2 separate regions of the Mus musculus genome follow, and region 2 is linked to region 1. A link is a contact called in public promoter capture Hi-C data. All regions are on one chromosome and are shown on one strand. Each heading gives the region's core, a stretch centred on a gene start, on an enhancer-like site or on the middle of the called end of the contact. The rest is flanking DNA. Distances are from core to core; before and after follow the strand shown.

What was found. Promoter capture Hi-C pulls out the DNA fragments that hold promoters and counts their contacts.
Region 2: a contact with region 1 is called in a promoter capture Hi-C map of pre-B cells. The contact joins the promoter of Cfap45 here to the enhancer-like site in region 1. A contact is called at or near these places in 5 of 39 promoter capture datasets (the C10 cell line, the HPC-7 cell line, cranial neural crest and 2 more), 1 of 15 datasets of contacts at CTCF or cohesin (CD8 T cells), 1 of 484 Hi-C or Micro-C datasets (nephron progenitors), 6 of 115 datasets of contacts at active chromatin or transcription factors (the HPC-7 cell line, bone marrow-derived macrophages, embryonic stem cells and 2 more) and 3 of 9 other capture datasets (adipose tissue, liver and pancreatic islet).

The regions. Positions count from the first base shown.
Region 1 is chr1:172,432,206-172,435,495 of GRCm38.p6, forward strand. No RefSeq gene overlaps it. Among named protein-coding and RNA genes, the nearest start is that of Slamf9, 42 kb to the right of the region's middle. Within about 2 kb of position 1,761, at least 55 of the 459 cell types and tissues checked have an H3K27ac peak or open chromatin away from gene starts, as enhancers often do. A contact at or near this core is called in adipose tissue, heart atrium, intestinal villus epithelium and 2 more, where this site is marked.
Region 2 is chr1:172,519,595-172,522,884 of GRCm38.p6, forward strand. It overlaps Cfap45 (cilia and flagella associated protein 45), which reads left to right and starts at 1,536. Exons shown (of 12, transcript NM_027972.1): 1 at 1,536-1,587. The coding sequence starts at 1,585.

The DNA of each region.
Region 1 (3,290 bases), core at 511-3,010:
ATATGTCTATTTAATATATCAAAGTGTCTCTAGCTGCCAGGTTCTCCCAGAATCCCTCAGTCCCTACCTATTATAGGTTATGGCTGGTGTAACCCACCCTACCCTAAACTTCTCCAGCCTAGGGGCTGGGCTGCCATTCCCTATGTAATCCAACCACTTTGGCTTTGCGGGTTCTTTGTGTGCCCTCCTGGCCTTTTGGTCTCCTAGTCTCCTAGCTCCACCCCCTTATCCTCACATAGCCCAGCCAGAGTCATGTTTATTCTGGACTCTCCCAGATGTTTCTGACTCTGCCTATTCTCTCACTCTTATGCACAATAAACTTTCTCCTACTTCATCGTACCTAGGAGCAGTCATGTCCTTCCTTCTGTCCTTCCTTCCTTCCTTCCTTTCTCTCTTTCTATTCCAATTCATTAATCAAATGTATGGATGGAGCTTTTTGTTCAAGAATGGTGTAGCCTTGTATGGTCTGACAGGACCTGATGAGGGCTGGATGACTGTTGTATTTTAAGTGTTTGCAAGTGGAGTGAGGGATAGAGAACGGGCATGTGGGAGGAATGGGAAGAGGCCAGTGAGAGGGATCAGGGGGTAAGCACATTTGCGGCCAAGCCTGAGGAGCCGAACTTGATTTTCAGGACCTACATGGTAGGAGGAGAGAACCCTATGAATTGTCTTCTAGCTTCCACATGTGTGCTGTGGTGTGTGCATCCAAATAAACAGATAAATAAATAAATGCAGTGCAACTTTGTTTAAAGAGAGGAGTGTCAAGCGTAGGTATAGAAGGACAAAGGGAGAGGCTGCCATGCATGGTGCGCTGACATTTAAGAAGAGCTGTGGGGAGCGAGAAAGTCCCTGTGCTGAGAAATGGAAGCTACATTTATGACCGGGGGCTTCCGACTGGGTATTGCTGCCTACGTCTGAGATAAGTGTATTTCTTTATTTTCCCAGTCGTTCTGGGGACTAGTCTAGTCTGCTCTGTACAGCAGGCCTCCCTTATCAGTGGTTCCCCCTCTCGCCACCCCCACCCCCGTGATGATTTAAGTTATCTAAGGTCAAATGTCCAATGGAAAATTCCGTTGAAATAAATAGCTCTCAGGCTTTGAATTGCATGCTGCTTTGGGAATCGTGATGAAATCTCATGCCGCCTTGCTTCATCCTTCCCAGGTAGACTTCCCTCGTTGTCCGGGGTATCCATGCAGTATGCACTACCTTCCCATTGGCCACTTAGCCATCTTGTTTATAAGGTCAACTGAAGGTCTCACAGTGCTTGTGTTTAACTTCGTCTTACTGAGCAGTGGTCCTGAAGCACATGAGCAGTGATGCTGGCAATTCGGACACCACAAAGTGCAGCATCACAGGGCATCCTTTATGAGAGAGGGTGAGGATACAACGAGGTATTTTCGAGGGGCCACATTCACAGAATCTATGTGATAATATATTAATCGTTATATTTCATTATTAACTGCTAACCTCTTACTGGGCCTAATTTAGAAATTAAATGTAATCACAGGTATGTACAGTATGATCTCTGGCCTCGGACTTCTATCTCCTGGGGGCGGGGGCAGTTTTAGAACACAGCCCATGGGTAGAAGAGCAAAGCCCTCTGGGAAATTGCTGCTTTGGTGAGTGAAGTTACAGGTCCAGCATCCCCTCACCTCAGAGAAAGAATAAAATTGTTATGAGAAGCCATTGAAGCATAAAGACTGAGAATTCAGCGACAGAAGTCATAGCTAAAAATAAGCAGAGGAAATATAAAAGTCCCCAGAGAAAAAGACTCAGTGAGGAGGACCCTGAGTGTGCTACTCCGGTTGGGGTGGGGATTGGGTAGGCGTTCTGAGTTATAGAGAACAATAATCAAAGAAGGATGACTGACAGAGCTAGGCATTGAAGATAGTGGGGGGTGGGAGTGGAGCTTGGGGGTGTGTGTGTGTGGGGGTGCTATACCCTCGCAGTCAGGAGGCTGAGGCAGGATAGTTGGGAGTTCAAAGCTAGCCTGAGCTATATAGTGACATCCTGTCGCAAAAAAGCTAAGAAAACAAACAACCCCTCCCCAACCTAAAAACAACAACAAAAAATAATAAAAACAACCAAGAAAACAAACCAGAAGGCTGAGTAGCTCAAAGGCGAAATTCTAGGTTGTAACTGTATGCTTTATTTTCTGGTTGTTGTTAAGGAACAGGGTATAAAACAGGCCGTGGCTGGTTCATATATGGCCACAGATAGTCGACCTACAGCCTTTGCAGCAAGCAACGGAAGAGTCAAACCAGCTTTGCTGCATTAATGGGCACAAGAAAGCCAGGACTCAGCTAAAAATAGCATTTCTCCAAGGTTTGGCCTCGGTTTCTAAGACAGGACCGACCAGGGAAAGTGAAATATGTTCCTGGAGACAGTCCCCTAGGTACTTCCGGTTAGCCTGCCTCCAGCTTCCCAGACCAGCAATTTTATCAGTCTTAGTTCTTGTTGCTCTGACCAAGGGCTGCTCTATGTGATTTATACGTGATATCCATTTATTTCTCAACGTTCCATAGAGGGGAAGCCTGGGGGCCGAGTGTGGCACCGCTGTGTTCCAATGAGGACAGTGGAAGAGTCCCCCACCCCCAACGGCCCTCTCCCCTGCAACCCCCCAGCTTCTAAGAAAGGTACTAGCTCCATTTATGATGGCTCTATCACCAGGGTCTGATTGCTTCCTATAGGCTCAACTTTCAAACACTGTAAGATTAAGGTTTTAACATACAAAGTTGAGGACAGCTGGGTTGGGGGAGATGGACAAACATTTAGTCCCTGACAGAGAGCGCAGAAACACTCCCACAAACTATGAAGCTTCCCTAGTCTCTTTCCTAGTCTCTTCCTGCCGCAGAATCTTCCAAATGCAATTGATGACTCCTCTCCCTGCTAGTAGCAAGCCCAGAGTAGATGGTCATGTGGTTTGAATAGGAATGGCCCTCATAGATTCCTGGGTATGAATGTGTGATCCATAGAGAGGGGCAGTATTAGGAGGTGTGGCCTTGTAGGGGTGGGTGTGGCTTTGCTGGAGAAAATGTGTCACCATGGGGGGCGGGGGGAGGCTTGAGGTCTCATATATCCTCCTGCTGCTGGCTGCAGATCAAGAACTCTAGGCTGCTCCAGCACCATATCTGCCTGCGGGTCACTTTGCTTGCACCACGATGATAAGGACCGAACTTTTGAAACTGTAAGCCAGCCCCAATTAAATCTTTTCCTTTATAAGAGTTGGCTTGGTCATGGTGTCTCATCACAGCAATAGAAACCCTAAGACAGATGGTTTCTGGTTATCT
Region 2 (3,290 bases), core at 286-2,785, 87 kb after region 1:
TGGTGTAAGGAGAGTTTCAGGAAGTTTTCCTAGCCTGGAAGAGTCATAACTGTATGTGCGAGTGCGCGAGTGATGGAAACCACACCAGCATGTATCACTAAATCCAGAATAAATGTTTCTTTAAATCAACTTACATTGCACAAATACATGACTAAGCAGACATATTGCTCAGGGCTTTGCTATGAGCCTCACAGTGGCTCACACCAAACAGCAGCCTGGAACGAGGCACTCCTAACTGGGAGATACCTTCAGGCAGAACACTGGGGATCGATTTCCTGATGGCTCACTTGTCACCCTCCTCTCCCTGCCTTTAACTGTTCCTGCGGTGTGGCAGGAAGAACACATCCTTTGTTTTGCAGTGCCCTCTTTTTGGCCTTACTTTGCTGTTTGGTGTGGGGGCTAATAACTGCCTAAGAGAGGTGTGGCTAGTAATTGGATTCCCAAGGAGATAAGAGTTGAGGAATCCTGGAAATGAGCTGCACAGCTTTTTGGATTAAGCAGCAGCGATGGCAGCAGAATAATCGGTGGTGGTGGCGGTGGTGGCGGTGGTGGCAGAAGATTGTCTCCCTTCCTCTACTACCTACTACTAGGGTTTGTCAACAGTTTTCCACACTTAGGTTGGAGTAAGGTTCTCTAAGACAAGTTTGGAGGGAGACTTGGGGGTCTGGAGAGACCAAGAGCTCAGAAAATAAACATCTGAGAAAGAAAAGCAATCCCTGGTTGGTAGGAGGTTTTGTGGGGTGTGGGATGTGCAGGATTCAAGGACTGCTCAGCCCTGTCCTGTAGATCTTACTAAGGTACAAGGGACCAAGGTGAAACTGTGAAAAATCTTAAATCCTGAAATTATTCCCAGGAGACGTGTTAAAAGCCAGGTTCCCCTAACTTCCTGCCATGGATTTTGACTTTGTTTAGGGTAGGACTTACATTTTGAGTTTGTTTATTTATTTAGTGAAATACATTGCTAAGCTGCCCAGGTTGGTTTTGAACTTCCTGTCTTAGACTCCTTGTATTTTCAGTTAAGTCCCTCAGATCTAAGCTTGTGAGACCGCATACGCATCTTCAGGGCTAGAAGTGTTCTTTGGTCTAGTCAGACTCCTTCCTACTGTGGAATGTGTTTGGTTTAATGCTGCTTGCCTCTCAGCAGCCTGAACTCTCATCAGGTTTGGTTTGAATCCTCCCGGAACCCGGTAGCGGTAACCATGGTAACCTAGGGTGGAAGGGTCTGTGAGGGTAAAACCAGGATCCTCGGCTTAGCTCTTGGGGTCTTGATAGTTGAGCCCTCCGGGACCCATGGAAAGTAGACCCTTTAAAGTCTGAACCTGGCTTGAACTGGGTTAAAAGCCAAAGTGGACATGATGGGCGTATCCAAAGGGCGCAACCTTCAAGAGCCTGGTTCCAGCTACTCTAGGGCGGGAAAAGGTTGAGGGAGGGGTTCCTGCTTCTAAACTACCTCGTGACTGCTCCAGGAATTGGGCGGGGCGAGGGCGGGTCTAAATCGCTGAGTGCTAGTTCTTGGGTTGCTATGGTAACGCGTCAGCTCCGGCGGAGCCGGTGGAGGTGCCTGCAGCTGAAGCGGCCGCAACGATGGTGAGGGTCTGGGTAGCTGTAGTTCTTGAGTCCTGAAGTGGTTTGGGGCTCTGAGAGGGAAAGGTGGAGCTTTCTCTAAGAGTCTGGGGAAGACAGGAAGTTCTGGGAGTGAGGACGGGACGACGGCTGGAAAGGAAGTCTCAAAAGACTGGTAGGGTTGAATGGGGGATGTGCTGCACCTTCTCCCCCATCCTCTTGAGCTGAGTCCTCTTGGGCTGTGACGTGAGATGTTGAGAAGAGCACCCGTTAGAAGACCATAACCAGCAGGGTGATCATGGGAAAGGCACCTAATGTTTCAGAAGAGCCTCTGTTCTCACTGCGTGGGAATGATTTGGGCACATCATAAGCATTAGTGAATGAATGAATGAATGAATGAATGAATGAATGAATGAATGAATGAGGCAGGGAATTCCTGGGGGAATGATTGGGATAAGTCTGCCAGTCCTGATATTCTTTGGATGGCGGCGGATGGTCATGGTCATAGACTGTGAAGACCAGCAGGGCCTCGCAGGAGCCTGTGTTGGCTCTGAAGTGTTAGGGGAGTCTGCGGACAGGTGTCGGGGCGTGTGGTTACTGGAACTTACTTGAAATGGCTGGCCACTTGGGTGGCTGAGGTGGATATCTGGGTTGTCTTGGTAGGCCTCCTTTAGTCTCAGTGTCTGTCTTGCTCTTACGGGATTTAGTGGGTTTCAGAAGAAGCTGGGTTCCGAACTTCTGAGGACTCCCTGGCGTGCAGGGATGGGGGTCCCTTTTGGCTGTACATTTTACTTAACTGTCTTCCCTCAGCACAGCAGTGTGTGTGTGTGTGTGTGTGTGTGTGTGTGTGTGTGTGTGAGAGAGAGAGAGAGAGAGAGAGATATGACCTGACACTATGCCTGGTACCAAAGGACAAGTGTTAGAGGTAAGTTCTTCTGTCCTGTGTTAAAGGTGCCTTTTTCCCTAGCATTCAAGGGAATGCTAATCTCTCCCAAGCCCAGAGATTCCCACCCAGAGACCACTCAGGACAAGAGTTTGCCAAACTTACTGACCCTAACTTACTGGAATTTTCCTTTGGATAGGAATGGGCATACAGACATGTCAGGGGGCAGTGGGTTTGAGTAATCACCAGCAAGCCAGGAGTGTGTGTATAGTGCTAATCACAGCTTTTTGTTTGAGAGCATGGAGGGATGAGAGGTGGTGGCAGCAGGGAGGCTCATAGACAAGCTTCCAGAACTCCCCCAAAGAAAAGGATCAATAGATCCTATGGAGGGAGAGGCTGGAGGCTCATCTTCAACCCTGGTGTCAAGTTACCGGGATATGTCACAGGTGGGCAGCCTGGTCCATTTAAAGAAAGAGGACAACCAGGTGGATCACTCATAGCGAGAGGCAAGAGACCTGATGTGAGGGAATCCCTCCTTTCCCATAGCCAAGTCTGTGGAGTGGGAAGTACTCCCAGGCCAAGAATCTGAAGCCGGACTTTGTCAGCCTGTGTTGACTCTGTGTGCGAAAGAGGAACTGGATCTGAGTGGGAAGGAACGTCTAAGAATGAGCAGCCTTTGTCTTTGTTCCCTTGACAGGTGGTGGTGTACTTACGTCAGGGAAACTCCACACCGACCTATTCCAGTCCCGGCTTGCCTTGTCTTGCTTGAGTTTAAGCCAAATCCCCTAGATCCTGTCATATACAGATACTTTGTTCTCAACTAGAAATAGTTATGTATATAAAT